2 separate regions of the Sus scrofa genome follow, and region 1 is linked to region 2. The links are chromatin contacts, called in public Hi-C maps. All regions are on one chromosome and are shown on one strand. The core of a region is the stretch at or near the end of the contact, and the rest is flanking DNA. Distances in the headings are between cores, read along the strand shown. Region 1 overlaps TMEM72 (transmembrane protein 72). Region 2 overlaps ALOX5 (arachidonate 5-lipoxygenase).

What was found. A called contact is a pair of places that touch in the nucleus more often than the background predicts.
Region 1: a Hi-C map of alveolar macrophages shows a contact between it and region 2, with 3 times the contacts expected there. The contact joins two enhancer-like sites. A contact is called at or near these places in 9 of 47 Hi-C or Micro-C datasets (alveolar macrophages, embryonic fibroblasts, epiblast stem cells and 5 more) and 2 of 2 datasets of contacts at active chromatin or transcription factors (alveolar macrophages and skeletal muscle).

What each region holds. Positions count from the first base shown.
Region 1 is chr14:91,151,621-91,154,963 of Sscrofa11.1, reverse strand. It overlaps TMEM72 (transmembrane protein 72), which reads left to right. Exons shown (of 4, transcript XM_021072810.1): 3 at 2,441-2,580. Among named protein-coding and RNA genes, the nearest start is that of RASSF4, 15 kb to the right of the region's middle. Within about 2 kb of position 1,758, at least 10 of the 83 cell types and tissues checked have an H3K27ac peak or open chromatin away from gene starts, as enhancers often do. A contact at or near this core is called in alveolar macrophages, where this site is marked.
Region 2 is chr14:90,856,581-90,859,805 of Sscrofa11.1, reverse strand. It overlaps ALOX5 (arachidonate 5-lipoxygenase), which reads left to right. Exons shown (of 15, transcript XM_021072736.1): 15 at 1-597. The coding sequence ends at 99. Among named protein-coding and RNA genes, the nearest start is that of ALOX5, 49 kb to the left of the region's middle. Within about 2 kb of position 1,670, at least 3 of the 83 cell types and tissues checked have an H3K27ac peak or open chromatin away from gene starts, as enhancers often do. A contact at or near this core is called in alveolar macrophages, where this site is marked.

The DNA of each region.
Region 1 (3,343 bases), core at 509-3,008, 300 kb before region 2:
AAAAAAAAAGAAAGAAAGAAAAAAAAGCATGCTAAGAAATTGTACAGGCCAATTCTATAGCCCAGTGAGGTCTGCCAATGAAAGATCCAGGTTCCAATCCCAAATATTCTGATACATCCAGTCTGCAGCTGGCCCAGGAATCTCTGCTTTTCCATATTCCCCAGGGGATTCTGATTGGAGGGTCCCTAGACCCTTGGAGCATGAGGAGACTGAAGCAGTCTGGATGGGGAGGACTCTGATCAGATTCAGAAGGAGCCTCGGGCAGCCTGGTGGTGACAGTGGAGGAGCAGGAGGCGAGGAGGTGAGGGCCAGGGAGTCAGGAAGCCCGAACGGGAAGCTGGTGTAAGGGTTCAGGGGGCAGGCCCTGAGCTGAGCAATACAAGTGAGACCAGAAAGAATGGGAGTGATTCTAAGGCTATCGAAGGAACACAGTCAACCCTTCCTGGTGACTGTTGGGATGACAAGAAGGAAGGGGGTCAGGAATGGCTCCAGCTTTAAGGCTCAGACAACCAGGCAGTAAGTAGAAGGATGTGGCTGCCAGTGTCCATGCAGGGGTGCTAGGATCAAGGCAGTCTCCTCTGCTGGTCTGCAGCTCCCTTGCCCACCTCTGGGCCCCGGCCACCACCCCTATCCTCACTACCGAGTCCTGGCCCCACCCAGTGCAGGCCCTGGAATCCAGGCAGCTCTTGGAGGATGTTGGACAAGAGACAGGATTAGATAAAGAAACTCCTGGTCTGTAGTTCGGCTATGCACAGATGCCCAGGAGGCCAAGGTGCTGTGAGAAGACACTCAAAGGAAAGCAAAGGGAGGGTCAGTGGGTGTCACCTCCCTCACCTGTCTCCACCATAGGTTTATAGGAGCCGCCGTCTCTGTGATCGAAGGGGCCTACTTTGTGGCTCAGCTGCTGGCCATCTGCTTCCAGTAAGTAGCCTCCAGAGTGATCCCACCACTACCCCCAGCTCCAAGCACTCCCAGATGCCTCCACTCTGAGGCCACAGCCGAGGAGATGTTCTGTTCCCAAAGCAGCCATGAGCCTGTGTAGAGCCCCAGCCTGGATGTGGGCTCAGGCCTGTGGGGCTCAATGTCCCCAGTTCCCTTCTCCAAACCAGGGAGAGGATGAACACATCCATTTAGGACCTGACCCCACCCAGAATCCCCCTGCAGTGCCCATCCCCACCTTCCATAAACAGCCAGTCACTCAACCCGCCATCTGAGTCATCCACCAGGAGGTGGGGACCCAGCGGGAGGCCAGCTTGAAGCACACAGAGCTGGCCTTGAGAACTGATTCTGCCTTCTGCTGGGACCCAGGGACAAGCCAGGGTCACAGCTCCCACCCCACTCCACCCCTGCCCATTTTTGGGGCAGGAGGGCAGAGCTTGCAGAGTCTTGGGAGGCTACATGGGCCCTGAGGCCTCTACCTCTACCCAGTCATGCTCAATTCATGGAAGCTATCATCAAGGTGGCCGAAGGCTGGCCCTGGACCACAGTTCTCAGGACCTGGATGGTTGGGTCTCACATGGTCAGCAAAAGAGGCAAGCTTTAAACCCAGCTGTCCTAGCATCTTGCAAGGCCACTGGCTGCCTCCAAGGGCTACCAACCCTGAGGCAGAAGGCTTCCACCAGACTCTAGCAACCTCTCAGGAGCAGAGGAAGGAGGAGCCCTAGGGCCTACATGGGCTTTTTACCCTCTCCCTCCACTCCCAGCCAGGGGCTTGTCACAAAATAATGACCACTGGGGGGCAGCAATGAGCCACAGCAGCTGAACACTGGAGGAGGGCTATGCTACTGCAAAGCCAGCCTGGGGAAGGATGCAGTATGCAGAACCCCATTCTAGGCCACTTCAGAGGATGAAGGAGATGAATCTAAAGGCAAACACTTTCCTCCTCTGCATCCTGGAGGCAGCTCCCTGAGGAAACCAGCTCAGTATCAAGCCTCTGTCAGGCCCATGTGTGGTCCCTGTGTCCGGTTAACAGAGAAGCCCCTCTGGGCAGATGCCACCTTATGCCTAAGCAAGGCACCTTTGATCAGAGTGCAGCTGGATTCAAGACCTCTCAACCATGTGGTCAGGTCCTTTTTGCAGTGTATAACCCTCACAACTATCCAGCCTTCTCTACTGCCCTGTGGACTTCCCAGTGTACCCTGAGTGTCCTAGTCTCCTTCCCACTGCCTCTGCAGTGACTTAAGAGCATTTACCTCCCTCTGCTCTAGACCAGAAAGACAGAGCTGAGCAGCCTTTCAGAAAATGTACAGGAGACCCTCAGGAGAGGCCTCAGGCAAGGCCCTTAACTGTGGAACCCATAGTAAGGACTTTAGCCCCTAGGGGCAGGGGGGAGAGACTATGGCCCCAATAAACCCAATCCCAGACTCCAATGGTTTTATAGATTGCTGGGACTTATCCAAATGTTCCTACTTCCTGCCAATCCTGGACTTCCTCTCCTCAGGTGTCAGCCAGGGTCCTTGGCCTACAGAGCAAAGGAGAAGGCTCACTGGCTGGGCTGCTTCCAGAGGTTTCTGGCCTACATGCTGCTGTCCGTGGCCTGCTTTCTCCACCCTGTCCTGGTCTGGCATGTGACCATCCCAGGTAAGAGTTCCAGGAGGTATGGGGTGGGGGCAAGCAGCACCCCCTGCAGGTAAGCTCTGAGCAGGGGGGGCTGAATCCCCCTCTCATGAGTCTGCAGTGACACTGGCTCCAGGGCATCAATGGTCCCACTGCCTTCTCTGGCATTGACCGTAGCGATGAAGAACTCATCATGTGGCAGGAAAGTCCCCAAAACACGTCTTTCACATAGGTGTCCAGAGGCTGTACCCACAAAAGGAAAATGACTTTTTCTCCAATGCTTGCATGTGGGCTGAGCTTTTAGAGGGGCTGAGATGGTCACTTCTCCATCCAGACCCTTTTGTGCCTCCTCAGCTCCTACCCATTCAGGTCCAAACTCCTCAGCCTGGTGTGAATGGCACACCAAGATGGGCTCCCTGGCAACCCCACCCTCCTCTCTCACTCCACTGACCCTGCCAGTCAGCCCAGATTCTGATCTCAGAAGCCAGAACTTGATGCTTCCACCTCCTGAGTTTTAACAATGACCTTTGCCAGTGGGACCCTTCTCTTCCTTCCCCCCCCCCAGCTGTGAAAACTGCACCCCTCCCCACGACCCATGTAAAAGGCCAGGAAGCCTACTGCCCATGGAGATGAGGTTGAAAGGCAGAGCCTCCTCTTCCTTCTAGCCATTTCTCTTAAGGTACCCCTCCCAGCCCTTCAGGACCATTCTGTGCAGCTGCCAGTGGACTCCTGAGCAGGACTCAGCACTGCCAAGGCCAGTGTGAGCCACCACCTCCCACTCTATATA
Region 2 (3,225 bases), core at 421-2,920:
GACGCCATCGTCAGCGTGATCGCCGAGCGCAACAAGGACAAGAAGCTGCCATACTACTACTTGTCCCCAGACCGGATTCCCAACAGCGTGGCCATCTGAGTGGCCGCCTGAGCCAGTCTCAATCCAGGGCAGCCCGCTGTTGGAGGCTGCTCTGAGCACCCTGACTTCAGCTCTCCAGGTGGGCGGGAAAGACCTTAGGATTCCTGGGGATTCCGCCTGCAGGCCCAGGGCTACTGGCTTCAAACCAAAGGCTTCCCAGGTTGGACCATGCTAGAGCTAAGCTTTGGTGTATTTCCCTGTTTGTTCCTCCATCTTTAGCGAATCCCATACTTTGATCAATGTGTGTAAACACTGCAGGGGCCTTTCCTACACAGAGCAGGACTATGTGGCTCCAGCCCAACACCCAGCTCAGCGCTTCCACAGGTAGCAAGAGCAGATCAGCATAACTGATAGACGTTTGTTCTTGCTGTAAACGGGATGATTATTTTCTGTCCTATTTATGTTCAGTCCAATTTCTTGCATATAGTAGGTGCCCAAATAAATTCTTGTTGAATGAATTAAGAATTGGTTGCCATAAAAATAAAGGAATCAAGGAGTTCCCTCTGTCGGTTAAGAATCTGACTGCAGCTGCTCAGGTCACTGATGAGGCGCTGGTTAGATCCTCGGCCTGGCGCAGTGGAGTAAAGGATCTGGTGTTGCCACAGCTGCCATGTAAGTCACAGCTGTACCTCAGATTCAGTCCCTGGCCCAAGAACTTCCATGTGCCGCAGGTGCAGCCATAAAAAATAAATTCATTAATTTAATTAAATAAAGGAGTTCTTTTAAAACAGGTTTCCTTCTACACACTACATTCCAGTCAATGCAAACAGCTCACAACCCCCGCAACACACACACACACACAAAGCCATATCCTTATGATCCCATCTAGGCAAAAGCCTCCCCAGACTGCTAGTCTGGATAAAGGGGGCTTTTCCCTCTTCTTTGCCCAGAAAGTTCCTATTTTTCCTTCAGAACACATCCCACGTGCCATCCTTAATCACCCAGACGAGCTCCTCTCCGCTCCAGGCCTGTGTCCAAACCGCCTTTATCCTCCCCTGTGGTCTCTCCCAGGGATCCAGAGCCCCTGGCAGACAAGGAACCCACCTTACTTATTTCTGTGCCCTAGTGGTGGCCTAGGGCTGGCATAAGGTACCAGCCCTCTGCTCCCTCATTTTCTTCCTGGCCGGGCTCCTCACGGACAGATTCCTGGCATTGTCTTGGGAGCCGGGGACCATTTTCTCCTATGGCACAGGATCCAAGGTGACTTTAAAAAAAAAAAAAAAGCGTTTTCTTTCCTCAGGCCCAAAAAGCAGAGCCAGCCCCAAGCTTGGGGATGGTGATCGTGTCTCCTGCTACACACATACCCAACCCACATCCCCAGCCCTTGGCTTCAGAATTGGGTCAGCAGGGTGCTATGGTAGCCCAGCCACCCCAGTCATCTGGTCATCTCCATTTTAGCCCCGGGGCCAACTTCCCATCAGCCTGATGCCCCCAGTGGTGAGGAGCAGTGAGTGAGTCCTTGGGACAAGCCAGGCCAGGCCCCTGCCCCTGAGCCCTCAGTACCCTCCTACCTCCTCGAGCAGCTGCACAGCCTGGAGGAAGGAGCGTTGGGTGGATCCTTTAAAAAGGGAAGTGCAGGAGTTCCTGTTGTGGCTCATCGGGTTAAGAACCGGACATAGTGTCCATGAGGATGTGGGTTCAATTCCTAGCCTCAATCAGTGAGTTAAGGATCCAGTGTTGCCACAAGTGTGGCGTGGGCTGGCAGCTGCAGCTCCAATTAGCCCCCAGCCCAGGAACTTACATATGCTGCACTAAAAAATCTTTTTTAGTTTAAAAAGGGAAGTAGAGTGACTTGTCAGCACTGCCTTGATCTCTAAAGCTCTCCTCGCAAGGGTGAGACAGGGAGATTCAGCCCCAGTCCACAGATGAGGGGACTGAAGCTCAGCCAAGAGAGGAATCCTTGGGAGCCATTGGCTGGAGGGGAGCTGGGCCTTCCAAGCCAAGCCGGTGCTCTTCTGCAATGCGTCTAGATGATCCAGCACCCGAGTACCTTTCATCTCCAGCACTTTTTTGTTTGTTTGTTTTTGTTTTTGTTTTTGCTTTTTTTAGGGCCACACCCACTGCATATGGAAGTTCCCAGACTAGGGGTCAAATCAGAGCTACAGCTGCTGGCCTACACCGCAGCCATAGAAACATGAGATCCGAGCTGCGTCTGCGACCTACACCAGAACTCATGGCAACACCAGATCCCCAACCCACTGAGCGAAGCCAGGGATCAAGACCACATCTTCATGGATACTATTAGGATTCATTTCTGCTGAGCCACAACAGGAACTCCCATCATCTCCAGCATTTTAACAGTCAACCTCAAGCGCCTTTGAAGGGGCCCGGCTTATACCAGCAGGCCTCTGCGGGGCAGGACTCCAACAGACAGAAGTTGGGCAGGTAGCTGCTAATTCAACACATGTCCTTCCTTGCCTCCTTTATCTTAAATGGTGGGATGAGCCCCGAGCCCAACCCCATCTCTTGGGCCTGGGTCTGGGCCTCTCTCAGCAGGGCAGAATCAGAGTGTGTGGGAGAATTAGAAATTGGCTGCATTTCCTCCTAGATACTCCAGAAACTGGCTGAGATCTCTTGAGAGTGGGTTGGGAGGAGAGCCCTGAGTCAGAGGGGTCTCGCAACACAAAGCAGCGCCCTCCCTGGGTCTCAGTTTCCCCACCATCCACAGGGGTCAGACTACAGTAGCTGTTCCTAGTGTTGAGTGTGGAGAAGAAACACAGACCACCTGGAAAATCTGATAAAGGCTGTGGGCATCCCCAGGGGCTGTGACTGGGACACTCACACAGCCCTTGGGAGACCATATGCCTCCTATGGTGGAGAAAGAGCCCAGACCACATTTTCCAGATGACTAGGTTTTAATGGATCAGAAAAGTTTTTTTGCAAGAAAATCTGGAGGGACATTTGTGTTGCCAGGTTTTTGCTGGTATGAACCAACCAATCAACAAAAAGCACCCCTGCAAAGAACTACATTCTACTCTCGCCACCACTGCATCAAGAGTAAAGCAGGAGAGTAAGGATAACAGACAACTCGACTCTTTCTCACAAAAACCTACGTTGCCTTTCCTCATCTCCCTTGGTCCTCTGCAAACTGTCAGAACAATGCCAGGAGCCACCACCGGGCCGGCT